Regions from separate parts of the Mus musculus genome. Here regions 2 and 3 are each linked to region 1. Evidence: chromatin contacts called from public HiChIP or PLAC-seq and capture Hi-C data. All regions are on one chromosome and are shown on one strand. Each heading gives the region's core, a stretch centred on a gene start, on an enhancer-like site or on the middle of the called end of the contact. The rest is flanking DNA. Distances are from core to core; before and after follow the strand shown.

Region 1 (4,797 bases), core at 892-3,391:
AAAAATCAGAGGGTAGCCGGGCAGTGGTGGCGCACGCCTTTAATCCCAGCACTTGGGAGGCAGAGGCAGGCAGATTTTTGAGTTCGAGGCCAGCCTGGTCTACAAAGTGAGTTCCAGGACAACCAGGGCGGCTACACAGAGAAACCCTGTATTGAAAAACCAAATAAACAACAAACAAAGAAATAAATACAATCAATCAATAAAAAAATCAGAGGGTAAATTTGCTTATTTTTGAAAATAAGGTTTAAGTTTTTCTTACCTTGTACTTACATACATAGTAACTGATCATAAAGCAGCATTTGTTAATATAGAAGTTATTAACTACAGAATGCAAGTAAGAACATTAATGTTTAGGGTGAAATTCAGGAGGTTATCATCCATAATGAGTATGGATTCTCATTTTTTATACATAGAAGCTTTTGGTGAAATAGGAGGCCAAAGCTGGTGAGCACGTTGACTTAGGTGAGCGATGGATAAATGGCCACCACGGCTAGTAGACCTGGAGCATGATGAAGTAATGTGTGCACTTAGACATAAAAGAAACACTACCTCTGGAGAAAAATGATTTAACGTGCAGAGAAGGGTTATTCATTTTTAAGAGATTAAAAATGATTGAATATAATACCTTTAATTTGTAACAACGGTCTGACGGCTGCTTCCTGTCTAAAGAAAACCTTTTGATCAGCGTGTCTATTTTGATCTCTTCTGCCCCATAGTGTATTGAATGGATAAAGAGATGATTTTCAGTTATTGTGCACATATTTAATTAAGCAGTGAAGATACTCAGATGGGTTTAGTTCTCGGCCATTTAGTAGACAAATCCATGAGTGGTTACTTTGTGGCATACAATTGACCCCTTTGTGGAAAATTTTCTAGAAAATGTTCAGGATTAAGTCACTCTGTTATGTGAGACCAGAAGTGGCTCACAAGCTCTTCCTGAAACAGACACGTATTTGATGGCATTTAGGGGAGGTGTGGATTTGATATGCACCCCTCTCCTATTCTATTCTCCTATTTTACACCTAAAAAAATGAGTTAAAATTTTCAACCATGCTTTCTTTTTTTTTTCCACTTGAAAGTAGAAAAGTAATTTCTTAAAATGTGTAAAACCTTTGTAAAGTTTAAGATTTGATTGTCATTATTAAAACATAGCCTTAATGTAATTGATCAGAATTTGTTCACAAATTTATAATCCCATTTAAGTCTAAATGAAATTAAGTAAATGCATGTATTTGAAATACAAAATCCTGATTCTTTAAATACTTGACATAGTAAGCCATTATGCCAGTTTGGCAAGTGTGAGAAGACGGGTGCTCATAGCCATGCAGTGGGCGTCACTTTCTCGGCTCTCTAAGAACACATCTTATATAGAATATTCTGAAAACGCTGTTAGGATTACTTCAAAAGATGCATACTTTTTTGTTGTTATAATATGATTGCAAGCTTAAATATGGAGTTTAATTACTTTTACCCATAGCACGGTGTAGAGAAAAAACCTCTATGCTTCCACACAGTCAGCTGTCCTTAATTTAGTGTGATCTGTCACAACGGTACAGCAGCGTGGCACCTTATGGCAGAGCCCTTCAGGCATCTCCTGGGACATAAGCCTTGGATTCTGTTAAATGTGGATCTCCCGCCCCCGGTGATTCTGGGGTACCACTGACCGGTGCAGAGTGGGGTCCTATCTCCTGGCTGAGGAACGCCATTCTGGGGGGGGGGGGGGCTGCACACCACAAGTTTGCATAAAGGCGTGGCAGCAATCTTTCTCCTATGGAATGTCGCTAGAGCCAAAAATACTGCCTGCGTGGGAGCTTGGTTTCGGCTCGAATTTTCTTTCCGCGGTAGTTTTTGTTCTCAATCACCTTGATGAAACAATCTCGAAGCCGTTCAGCTCTCTGTGGCATTTGGAATGAGTCACTGACAGGCTGATTTTCCACCCCTGTTGTGATGCTGCTTTCTCTAGTTAATATTCCTGCGTAAGTGTTGCACAAAAGTAAACCCTAAGAGCTGCAGACCGGGAGGCTGCTCCATTTGCATTAATTATGCAGTCAGGGCGGGAGCGCTGTCAGGCTAGGCGGGAGGGCTGTGGCCGCAGAGAACAATGGGCGCTGAGACTCCCGCTCTAACCGCTGCTCAGTGAGTCCTCAAACCCAAGCCCTGAAACTTGCTTTGCTGCTGTGGTAGGGGAAGGAGTCTTTCCAGGATTTCAGCTCTCTGAGCTGCCGCCTACAGGAGAATCTCAGAGGAGGACAGCGGAAAGGCTCCATGTGCACATTTTAACGGACACAGGAGAAAATGCCAAGCCAGCTGCAAAACATGGACATCTTGGGAAAATGGTGGTTGGGGGGGGGGGGGTAATGATAAGACAAAAACAAAACCCTTCGCCATGAATCTGAAGCATCATCTGCTAGGTTTCTCTTCTGTAATTGGTGTGGAGGTATCCTAACTTAATGATGGTGTCTTTCAATGGAACTGACTTACATAGGGAAGCACAGGGAATTGAGCTGTACAAACATTGGTTGAGAACCTATGTCCTAGATGATGGGGGATTATTACTTCATTATTATTGGTTGGAAAATGCTACAGAAAAGAAAATCCTGTTTTAAAAAAAAGGATTTCTATATGGAAACCACAGGAAAATGCCCTTGTTAGAGTTTCCCTGCCAGTGCCTTAGCTCCACTCAGGAAATGGCGCTGCCAGGAAGGTTGTGTCTGTTTTCTCTATTCTTTTTGTAGAGTATCAGAGAAGATAACTGCAGGATTTCTACAGTGTGTACCTTACCTTATATATCTAATTATGGGGGTCAGAATTAGTCTGCTTGGGAGGACTGACTAGCCAAGTCTCCTGCCAGTAAAACAACACCATACTGAGATTTGTAAAGATTAATAAAAGAAATACTAGAAGCCCTGCTCCCTTTTGGATTCCTAAACAATTCCCTGGTACAGTTGGTGCTTTTCTTTAAAATAAATGATTGTGTGTGCAGCATTCTGTGAGTAAAACCTGGAACATTTGGCCAGGAGGAAACACAGTGAAAATTTTTCCAAAAGGAATTAGGCCATCCTTTCAAGGCTGTGTGTAGTTGCCAGAAGAGATGACATTTACCTCCATCACAGCCAAAGTCATAATTCCTAGGAAACGAGCTTTGCACCTTTGTCTTTTGTTTCTACTTATGAAATAGCATGTATTACTTGAAAGTGTTTACTTCTTTTCTGTCATACTGTGTTCCTATTCCACAAATAAGCTGTTTTTGAAAACACATACCATTTGCTTTTTCACCCACCAGGACAACATTGACCATTCTGTTATGTGGTACATATTTTTAATGTCGCTGCTAACCATTAAAACACACAATTATAAATAGATAATCTTTAGTCCGATAGAAATATATAAAAGTATAACTTTCTAAAGTGAAGGTTGAATCACTAAAGATTGCAGACCTCCACCCCCTGTTACTACAAAGTGGTCCAGTCAAACAGGCAGCATTAGAACCCTGTAAGTAAAATGTCCAACTAGAGGAAGAATGACATGCTACTGTCAGTAGTTTATATAATAGGCCAATGTACAGATTATTACACTCATGTATGCAGAAAAATTGCAGTTTGTTGTTACACAAATAGAATAAAATATTCATGGAGCCCATTGTTTTTCCATTGAATTGCTTTAATTTTGCAACAAGAATTTAAAAGTTTATTTTCTTTTAAATCTTGGAGTGGGGCTCTTTCGTAAAATAAAATGAAAAACATACAAATTTAGTGATCATTGGGCCTTTAGAATTTTAGTTTTTAATATGCACACATGCATATTAAGTATAAACTCCCAGAATTTTCTTTTTGCTTTTTTAAGTTTTTGAAAATTTCATAAATGAGTTCTTTATTTACATTATTTTTACCTCTTCTCCAACTCTTCCCGTGTTCCTCTTACACCTGACAAACTCATAACTTCTTTAGTTATTCTTGATATATGTGTGTGTGTGTGTGTGTGTATACATGTGTGCATATTTGTATGTGTAAAACTACTTCTATTCCATTTAAGAATGAAGACACTACTGTTACCTACATCTCATGTTTGATTTGACCCTGGTCTAATGGGAGCCCCCACTATGAGGCCTCTTACTCCAATCAGCATTTTCATAAGAACTTGATTTACAATTACAGCTCAACTTTCCCCATATCTACTCAGAACAGTTCCAAACATAAATGTGTTTACATAATGGTTTTCTTTTTAATGCTGTCATCTGTGAGAGTATATGAGATAAACATCTAAAAATTAAGAAAATCTTAATGCAAGTAATAAGTTGTAAATATTTTTATAAGATATAAAAGGATCATATTTTCCTGTTGTATCATTAGCCTTGACATCACTGTATGGTGCCAGTTTACAGTGATATGAAGCTTATACTATTTTACATTTCTATCCACTAAATAAAAACCTACCCTGTGTTTTATTACAAAGTAGGTGGCCTGAAGGAAAAATATATGTATTCTTTCCTTTTGGTATAAAATATGCATTTGGGCTTCTCATTTCATCCCCAATCTGTGTTATTCCTTAAAAATGCAGAACTGCCTGAAGTCCTCTTTAATATTTAATTCAACAACTTTTTAATCTGTCATTATGCTGTGATGAAGTAAGCATCAAGTGTCGCTGAAAAAGATTAAATTATACTTGGAAATAGGAATTGAAATGATTTAGGGTTGGAGGCTGAATATTTGCTTTGCACGAGTAATAATAGTAGTAGCTTGGGTGAAGAAGGGCTTTGGTTCGGCTTTAATGTCTTTGCCTCGCTGTGCTCCCCTGTGG
Region 2 (4,797 bases), core at 1,195-3,694, 330 kb after region 1:
GCCAGCAAGATGGGATCAGGGCAGAGCTCCAAGACTGGCAGAAGGACAAGGGTGGGAACCAATCAGGATCCACCCTGAGCTGAGAGGCATGGGACCCCAAGAGAGAGACAAAAGATTGCCTGCCGGTGAATTACTGCTTGGTCTGTGGAGTTGGGAGGACTTGGCCATGCAGACCTACCCACATTAGGCTTCAAAGAAGGGACAGATAGGAAAGGAAGTAGCCTTGCCCACACCCCAAAGACCTCATCCTTCCCCCATGGCTTGGCAGGGCTTTGGAGCCTCACCTCGCATGCACCTTCTGGTACCGTAAGATTTGGGCCCCGGCATCTTCCCACCCTGTGCCACCCCAGCTCAGGGCTCCTCCTGGATCATCCTTCATTGTTACCCTGTCCTCAATTCCCCTCTGATTCCAGAGCCTCAACTGTCTTAGTCAGTGTTCTATCGCGGTAAAGAGACGCCGTGATCACAGCAACCCTTATAACAGAAAGCATCTCATTGGGGTTTGCTTACACTTCAGAGCCTTAGTCTGTTACAAGCCTCGTGGCACGCAAGCAGACATGGTGCTGGAGAGGTGACAGGATGAGAGAGATGCTAGGCTTGGCTTGAACACTGAAAGCCCACCCTCAGTGACATACTTCCTCCAACAAGGCCACACCTACTCCAACAACACTACACTCTCTAATCCCTCTCAAGTATAGCCAGTCCCTGATAATCAAGCATTCAAATATAAGAGCTTATGGGGGCCATTCCTCGTCAGTCAGTGCACTCAACCCAGCCCTGTGTCCAAGCCTGAGCCCCTATAACTCTCCACCCTCTTGTCTCCCAGCCACAGTTCAGAACTCTGTATACCTTGATCCCCTTTGGTAGACCCTTCCTGACTCCAGTCCCACCCTGCCTTCCCACACCCCATCTCTCCTCTGGAGTCAGACTGGAATCCTCCAGAGGAGAAGAGACAGCAACAGCATCTGTTGATGGTGCTCTTGATATGCTCTTCCTTGCCTTCTGTGTGTGTGTGTGTGTGTGTGTGTGTGTGTGTGTGTGTGTGTGTGTATGAAAGCCAGATGTCTATGACACACATCTTCAATTTCCCTCCATCTTACTTTTTGAGACAGTGTCTCTCACAGAACCCAGAGCTTTGGGCTAAACTGGTGAGCCCCATGGATGATCCTGGCTCTACCTCTCTCTACCTGCAGCTCCCAGAGCTAGGGCTACAGGAGTGTGTAACCACACCCAATGTTTCACATGGGTGCAGGGGATAGGTTTTTACAGTAAGCATTTACAACTGAGCCATTCTGCAGGTTCTCTTCTCCATTGTTAATATGGTCCTTGTGTTTTCAGGGTTCAGGGGAGCCCAGCTGTTGCCCGGGCGAGTTCCCTGTCACTGAGCTGCAGCTCGCATAGTGAAGACAAAAGGCTCTTCTTCAACTATGGGAACCCAAATAACAGGTGGGAATTTCAAAATGACCTCACTCAGCCACCCTGGATAAAACTGAGGCGGTGTCAGCCATCATCAGCCCTTTCCTGTGGGGAGAGCTGCTGGGAGTTTCTTGGGAGTGGGGGTGGGGTAAGGCTTCTGTATTTGAGGGTCAGGAGCTCAGGTATGTTTTGTCTGGTTGGAAAGATTAACCAAGCAATGTATTTATGATCTGTGTGCTTTTCTATATGTATATCCTGAATTAAAAGGCTTTTTCTTATTTTGGTTTCTTATTTTAAGACTGAGGGTGTGACTCAGTAGTAGAACACTTTCATTCATCCCAACACACCACACACGTGTGCGCAAGTGTGGGCACACACACACACACACACACAGAGTTCTGTGGCCTGGGCAGGTGGAGCCCTCAGGGCAGTAGAGAGGGGTAGGTGGGTTTCTGTAACAAGTGGGGCATGGCTACCTGGGAGGCTGGTCAGGCCATTGTGCCCTGACTTGGAGAGCAAGCTTTCAGTCCAATGGAATGCTGACAAACCCCCCACCCCCACCTCCTCCTCCACCGCTAAGCACCCCACTGCCCGCTGGGACCCTGCCGTGGTGCCACCTGCCTCTCCTCCCCAACAGCTGTATTTTTCAGGTACAATATGACAGGCTCAATCTATTCCTGTTATATATTTCCCGGTAAATGGACAAGGTGAGAACAGTGTCAGTTCAAATCACTATCATGACACTTAGTTCTGATTTACGGCACCTTTTGCCGCAATCTTGAGAGCGCCGGCATCCGTGCTGAGCTGGATTGCCCAGCCAGGCCCCACGGGGTCAGTGTTCAGATCAGCTTCAATAAAAGAATTTAGGGTAAGGCGGCCCCAGGTGGGCAGGGGGCAGGCTAGGGGACCCAGAGGACAAGCTGGGAGAGATGCAGAGGCCACCATTTTCTCCCACGCCTCCCTCCCTACGACTCTTTGTCCCAGGTCCTGTGGTTTGCAGCATCTGGGAAATTTATGGCGACTCCATAAACGGGTTTTACAGACAGCTGTTAGAGCGTGTGGAGCAAGGCCTGGCTGTCGGGGGACCTAGTCTCAGGCTTACAGCCAAGACACTTAAATATTATGGCCACACATATATAAAAATCGTGCTAGGCGCGTCCTCTGCTGCCTCCCTCCTCCTGACCTGGGAGCCAGAGAACGGCCAGAGAATAGCGGCTGCTTGCAGCTGCTGCCTCTGCAGAGACAACTGCCCCCAAACCCCTTGCTCCAGCCCGTGCTGTGCCTCCATAAGACAGCCTGGGCCGGAAGCATGGATGCAGGCGGAGTTGCCTGAAGGGCAGAATCAGATTGTGGAACCCCTCCTAAGCTTTGTCTCCCTGGTCCAGGCTTCCTGGACCAAGTTGTCTGAGCCTCCAAATCTTGTTATTGCTGTCAGCACTGTTTTCTGCCTTCCTATTCCTCCGGTCAGTTTCTATTTTCACTACCCTTCCAGAACTCCAGTTAACACTGCCTTCCTGGTGGTATTGGTCCCGTCTCCCCCCCCCCCCCCCCAACACACACACTCCTGAGTCACTTCTCTGGTCATAAATGCTCGGAGCCCCCTTGGACTTCTTCATAACATCTCTAACAATCGCAATGAAATAATTATTAGTGTCATTATCTGTTTAATGTCTGTCTTCCCCACTGGACAATAAAGCACAGGAAAGTGGGGTCTCAGTGGTGTACAGAACCAGGTACTTGGGAACTATACACTGAACGAATGGAGGTGAGCGTGTGTGTGTGTGTGTGTGTGTGTGTGTGTGAATTAATGGCTCATGACCCTCAGACAGCACGAGGCCACAGGGTTCTGTTCCGATAAGCAGGAGAGAGCAGAGAGATCAGCAAGGGGAGGCTTTGAGAGAAGGTACCCCAGCCTTCACAGTACAGTTTTCTTGCAAGAGAACCAGTTGAGAGACGTAAGATGTGAGACAGGGCTGCTCCCGTAGTCTCTGAGCCTTTTCTTCACAGTGAGGCTAGAGATGGTTTCACAGGGTTGTGAGGGTCAAATGCACTTAGTATGTGTAACAAAGAGCTCTTGATGCTACATAATGACTACACAAGGCTTGAACTCAATAATTCCAGGCAAAGTTATTTATGGGGGGAAAGCCATTCCCCCAGACACTTCTGCTGCCTCTGAAGCCACATTGTGTTATTGCATCACCCCCGTCTGAGTCATTTGACCAGAAAAGAATATATGACCCCACTGGAGCCAATCATAGTGGGGCTCGTAACCTATGACCCCTGGCAGGCCAGTCAGATGGCCTCTCCTGGGACTGAGGAACTATGAGAAAGGCTTGTTAATAGGTTCAGAGAGAGCCAGCCTCTCACACCCATAGCCTGGGATGACCCCCTACTTCCATCCCAGATCGAGGAGGAAGTATAAGTGGTTTAGATTTGTCTTGTCACTAGAATATACTGGATGTGTGATTTGGGGATAGGAACTTAGCCTCTGTGAATATGATTTCCTTACCCTTGAAATAGAGACTATTACAAAAAAAAAAGTGAATTGAATGATAACATGTGATAGAATGTCTTACCATTCACAATGTTCCCCTTACTAATACAAACAGATATTCTGATTTCTCAAGACTTAAGGCTACCCTTGGGCCTCTGTTTTCTTTATTTAATATGTAGTGCATGGACCTGACTTATACAGTCTGTACATGTGTGCAGTACCGATAGAGGCCAGAAGAGGGCATCAGATTCCCCGAGAGCTAAAGCTGCAGGAAGTTGTGCGCTTCTCCGTGGGTGCTGGGACTTGTGTGAGGTCAGGAATCTGAGAGCTCCTGTGTTTTAAAGATAGAAGAAAATGCTGAGACACCTGCTCAGCTTCTGAACTGGCCAGTGGGAAATTGCTAGTGTTCAGCAATTTCCAGCCCCCAGACGAATTTCTACGTGGTTCTGCCTTAGACACAATGGAAACAATAGGAAACATTAGACTGGGCCCTCCCTTTCCTGGGAAGAAGGAAGCAGCTGGCTAAATCAAGGGAAGTTCCTTTACCCAGGAGAAGGAGCTGATGAAATCCATACTATCTCAGCCTCTCTACAGGGCAGCAGCTTCCATGCGCCTCTCCTAACTATGCAGTCTCATTTACCACGGTACAGCAGGCCTGTGAACAACACTTAAGTCACTTTGCCTCATAGTACTTTGAACTGAGGTAGAGACAGATTCCCAAAGCTCACTGGCTAGCCAGCCTAACCTAAAGGGTGAGCCCCAAGTCCAAAGACAGACCAGACTCAAAAACCAACGTGGACTCCTTCCTGCCCCATTCCAGCTGTGAGTTATCTTGGCTGATGCTAGGGGCCATAGAGAGTTGAGGATTCACTGTAAGGAGACTCCAT
Region 3 (4,797 bases), core at 1,030-3,529, 300 kb before region 1:
TACAATTTGGAAATAAACAAAACAAGTCCCAAGTTCGAGGACAAAACACAGTGACACCCCCCTCCCCGAAGCCCTACCTTACAAGAAGTTAATTTAAGTTTTTAGGGTATTTCTTCTGGTATACACTTTCATATTTTCTATTAGCACACTCAGTAGGTGATTTTAAAAAGTGATCATCTGATCAGACAGTATCTATCAGTGCCCACTAAGGAGGAAGAAGAGCATACAGGCTGTGTCCCCCTGGCCCCTCTTACACCTTTAGAATATGAGTTGGCTGTGTATTTTTTCTATACATGGTATGTACAGTGATTCCTTCTACTGCAACAATTGCCTGGCTGTGGCATGCTCCTCTGGCTCTTGATGATGCCGGAGAGACATATATATGTACATATAGATGTATATATGTACACGTATATATATATGTACATTTACACACACACAAACACACACATATAGGTATTGGGAGCTGGGTGGCAATGCTGTATAATGTGAATAGCCTTTTGATTTGAAGATATTTAAGTGTTCACTTAATGTTTCAACTGTGAAATAACTTAGTCTCTCACAACGAAAATGCAATGAATTGTTCCTAAACAAATAGTGGCCCGATGGGCTGGAGAGATGGCTCAGCTGTTAAGAGCACTGACTGCTCTTCCAGAGGTCCTGAGTTCAATTCCCAGCAACCACATAGTGGCTCACAACCATTTGTAATGAGATCTGATGCCCTCTTCTGGTGTGTCTGAAGACAGCTACAGTGTACTCACATACATAATAAGATAAATAAAAATCTTAAAAAACAAACAAACAAACAAACAAAGGGTGGCCTGGGCCAGCAGCCAGTGAAAAGGCTGCAGGTCATGAGACAGCGTTTTAGTTGATTTTACAAAATGCATCAGTCACCACCTCTGGGCCAACCAAAGTTCTGGCAAACCAAAAGGAAATCATTATTGTTCACAATTAATTTACTTAAGTTCAACATCCCTCTGACAAAGGAAAAGGATCTGATCATACTTGTCTTTAGAAAGGTAGTCATCAACATCTGGCAAGATTATCAGGTTGCCAGTGTCAGTTCCAGATCTGCTGCTGCAAAGCCAAGATGCTACAAGGCTGAGGCTCTGAGACCTGCCAACCTTCCCAGCCACTGAGCCAGGCAGAGTCACTCACTCTTTGGGAGTCTGCCCAGCTCCTACTGCCTGGTCCAGTGCTGGTGGACAGGACAGGGGGCTCATGGAAACAAAGAGAAAGTAAGGGCACGACTGACGCTAGAGAAACACAGACGGACACGTGAAGCTACAAGCAAGAACCACTGTCCTTACATCTTGTTGCTTTACTCTCTTCTTCCCATGCTGCCCAGCACAGCAGAGGCTGCTGGAATACTTACTGAGCACTAAGGATGCTTTTGACAACTGATGCTTGAAAAATCTGTGTGACCCTTCAGTGCGTTTGTTTGTTTTACTTAAATTGTAATTCATCTTAATTCATATTGTTCCACTATTAAATGTAGTACAGGGGAAAACCCAGCACACTCACATTTTGCTATGGTCTGGTATTCCTTTGACTTAGTAGTGACAGTCTCTAGGAATACTGAAGAGCCCCAAGGCCACTCTAGTTCCTCCAGCACTAGAGCTTTACTTGGATCTCACTGGCTTTCCCTGTGGAAAACTAGTTTGATGACAAAATGGCACCCCCACACTTCATCCTGTGACCTAGGGAGTCACAGAGGCAGGTGTGGATGATAGCTGCCTCCTGGTGCAAACCCAATGCTGTTGGCCTGAATTTAAACTATCGTTGTCTCTAGACATTATCACAATAAGAAAAAGACAGCCTCACTGACTAGCTCTTGCTTGGGTTTCTGAGACTCACAGAGCCCAGGCTGGCACTGAAGTCCTTATCCTTTTGCTCCTCTCTCTCAAGTGTTGGGATATCAGCTTCTTTTCCCCTACAGCATCACACTCCTATTCTAGAAGGAAGTAGATTGATCTTTCTAGGGGAGGGGTGTACACATGTCTCCACTGAGCTAGCTATGTGTCCTGAAACGAACCCAGTACTGAGGACACACCTTTCCACAGCAATCACAGGTACATGGTAGAAAGTTCTTTCAGCTGCAACTGACCGAAAAGGAAGAGCTCTGCTGTCATATTGCAGCTGCTGAAAACTTCCTTCTGAGCTGCTTATGGAGGAAAATGGCTCTTGTGTCAGGCCTCTGCAAGCAGTGGAACACTGTGGAGGATGCTTGGCTGGTCTCGGAGAAGTCTGCTGGGGTGGGCTAACTCTTGTAAAGGAGTGGTTTTATGCAAAGTAGCTAACACAATCTTGGCAGAGGAAGAATTCTTCCAGCTGGCAAGAGGATCCACAGAAGGCTGGCATGCCTGTAGAAAGGGTCTTCTGCTTGTGCTGGGTGGGGTAAGACTCATACTCTTCCCAGAGACAGACACAGCACCCCGAGCCTCTTTGCTTGTAGTAATCCTACAGTCATTCTCATGATATCCTCTTCATGCAGCCGTTCCTGAGAAGCAGCAGCAAAGTGCTAAACCTCTCTCTACCACAGAAACATGCAAATGCCACTTGTAAATAAGTAAGTTCCTTGGCAGCACCCTTCTGCTGGCTTTACCTCCAGACTCTCTGGCACAGGAAGCTGATGACATAAGCTGTGTGACAAAGGAGTCTTGTGATATCAATCCTCCTCTATCATGGCATGGGCATCCTTGTTAGGAAAGCAGCTGTTTCTTGGAAACGGTGCTTCCAGCAGCCTCAAGTTCAAGTGCAATACAAGGCTCCTTCTATATCACATTAAGTTTCCTACAGACTTAACTTGCTGGAAACATAAAGTTATAGGCAAAAGCCAGGTCAATGAATGGAAACAAAGTAAAGCAACACCTCCAGAGAAACTTAGGCCCAAGGGTGATGACAACACGTGACTTCCACTGAGTTCTCTGTATAGATTAAATATCTTATAAGCACCCGGCAATCCTACAACCTTTTCAGAGCCTGTGACTGAGGCTGCAAGGGGTTCATGACTTGTCTCATTTTACAGCTTATCAGAGGTGCTGCTGAGGACTCAGGGTGATTTATTTCCAAAGTCTAGGTTTTTCCTACAGCATCACACTCCCATTCTAGAAGGAAGCAGATTGATCTTTCTAGGGGAGGGGTGTACACATGTCTCCACTGAGCTAGCTATGTGTCCTGAAATGAACCCAGTACTGAGGACACACCTTGTAGTCGTGAACAGGACAATACAGGGACCCATGAGTTTAGGTCTCAGGTTATTCATTACTACTGTGTAGCCTCTCTTAGCTCTAGTGTCACTCCATATATAAAATGAAACTAACAGCCAACTAAAATATGTGTTTGAAAAGTGCTGATGTAAGTGGTAATAATTATTATCAATCTGTAACTTTACATGGAAAGTTAAAGCCACGGGTAAATGAAAGAAGGAAACCATGACCTCAAATGTTATTTAACATATTATGTATAGAAAAATAAAATATCCCACACTACTGGGTATCTTCCCGTGCTGCTTTCTGTCTTATTGGCTTGAAAGTCTCCCACTACCCCAGAAACTGACTGTTTTGTCTAGACCAACTAAGCAGCCTGTTCTTGAGCTCTGCCTGTCTGCCTCCCGGCGCTGGGCGGAGCGGCGTGTGCAGTGAGCATCTAGCCTTTTACACGGCTGCGCTCCCTGGGCTTACGGGCTACATGCTTTGACCACTGAGTCACCTCTCCAGCTCCCCACCCTCCATTTTATTATTAACTTTGGTAGCCCTGAAAAGCTGACAACTGTACACAAAAAATTCAGGTACCTACTGCCACATTCCATACCTAACACTTGACCCCATTTGCTCCAGCAAGTATTTACCCCACTCCCATCTTTTCGAATGCATTTGAACCAGGAGACAGATACCAGCATATTTAGAACACCCTGTAGTTAAATGGCTAACTAGGATTCAATGTTTACAATTCTATTTTTACTTTTAGGCACAATCTGCACACAGTGGGATAAATAAACTTCACAAGTGCCGCTTGCTCACCTGTGCTTGTGCAGCCCAGCTCCTGACCTCACGTGGACTGTCAACACACAATCTATTTCCCTTAGCCTAGAAAGCTTTCAACAGCCTTTCACAGTGAGGAAATTCTGTGGTTGAGAAATATTACACAGAACTTAAAAATCTAATTTTATCTGTTACCTGTTATCAATACTCACGAATTGTGCAGGTGTGTTTACATACATACACACACACACACACACACACACACACACACACACACACACACACACACACACACAGGTGTGCACACATATTCCCCATTCATGGCATTCACAACCATAAAAGCAAAACAGGATACAGCCCAGGTCACAAGGTCTTGTGTAGAGATTAAACATAAAAATGCTGGGAATACTATTAAGTTTCCAATGGACATCAAAGTCATTTTGTTGGTACTTCCTCTCTACTTCTTTCCCCCTAATTTAAAGATGCTGCTTTGAAATAGAAAACAGTAATGAGGTAAAAAAGAAAAAAAAAACACCCAGTTAAATGAGAGCTGTGGGAAAAGGCACCTCTCTGCATAGGCAGTCCTCTCCCAATTTATCCACTCTGACTTCAGCTAATTAAACATCCGTCTCAACGGCCTCCTCGGCAAATTAGTCATCCCCACTTTGTGACACTGATTGTTGGTTGCAGCCTCTCCCCACTTGCTGCCATTCCCAGAAACTTGTAGGAGTTTTCTCACCAGGCACATGGCAAGGAATGATGCAGGGTCTCCATTAGCCCCCTACAGTTGCCCTTGGTACCAGTGCTGTTT

Evidence for each region. HiChIP or PLAC-seq counts read pairs in DNA pulled down with a chosen protein or histone mark. Capture Hi-C pulls out chosen DNA fragments and counts their contacts.
Region 2: a capture Hi-C map of embryonic tail shows a contact between it and region 1, with 4 times the contacts expected there. The contact joins two enhancer-like sites. A contact is called at or near these places in 1 of 115 datasets of contacts at active chromatin or transcription factors (embryonic basal ganglia) and 2 of 9 other capture datasets (embryonic tail and embryonic trunk).
Region 3: a contact with region 1 is called in a FOXA1 HiChIP or PLAC-seq map of pancreatic cancer cells. The contact joins two enhancer-like sites. A contact is called at or near these places in 1 of 39 promoter capture datasets (hippocampal neurons), 1 of 115 datasets of contacts at active chromatin or transcription factors (pancreatic cancer cells) and 1 of 9 other capture datasets (embryonic trunk).

Annotation. Positions count from the first base shown.
Region 1 is chr2:34,247,010-34,251,806 of GRCm38.p6, reverse strand. The region is part of intron 2 of Pbx3 (pre B cell leukemia homeobox 3); the gene reads left to right. Among named protein-coding and RNA genes, the nearest start is that of Pbx3, 120 kb to the left of the region's middle. Within about 2 kb of position 2,141, at least 184 of the 459 cell types and tissues checked have an H3K27ac peak or open chromatin away from gene starts, as enhancers often do. A contact at or near this core is called in embryonic tail and pancreatic cancer cells, where this site is marked.
Region 2 is chr2:33,917,903-33,922,699 of GRCm38.p6, reverse strand. No RefSeq gene overlaps it. Among named protein-coding and RNA genes, the nearest start is that of Gm39792, 12 kb to the right of the region's middle. Within about 2 kb of position 2,444, at least 35 of the 459 cell types and tissues checked have an H3K27ac peak or open chromatin away from gene starts, as enhancers often do. A contact at or near this core is called in embryonic tail, where this site is marked.
Region 3 is chr2:34,544,078-34,548,874 of GRCm38.p6, reverse strand. All of the region lies in intron 7 of Mapkap1 (mitogen-activated protein kinase associated protein 1), which reads right to left. Among named protein-coding and RNA genes, the nearest start is that of Gm34178, 29 kb to the left of the region's middle. Within about 2 kb of position 2,279, at least 44 of the 459 cell types and tissues checked have an H3K27ac peak or open chromatin away from gene starts, as enhancers often do. A contact at or near this core is called in pancreatic cancer cells, where this site is marked.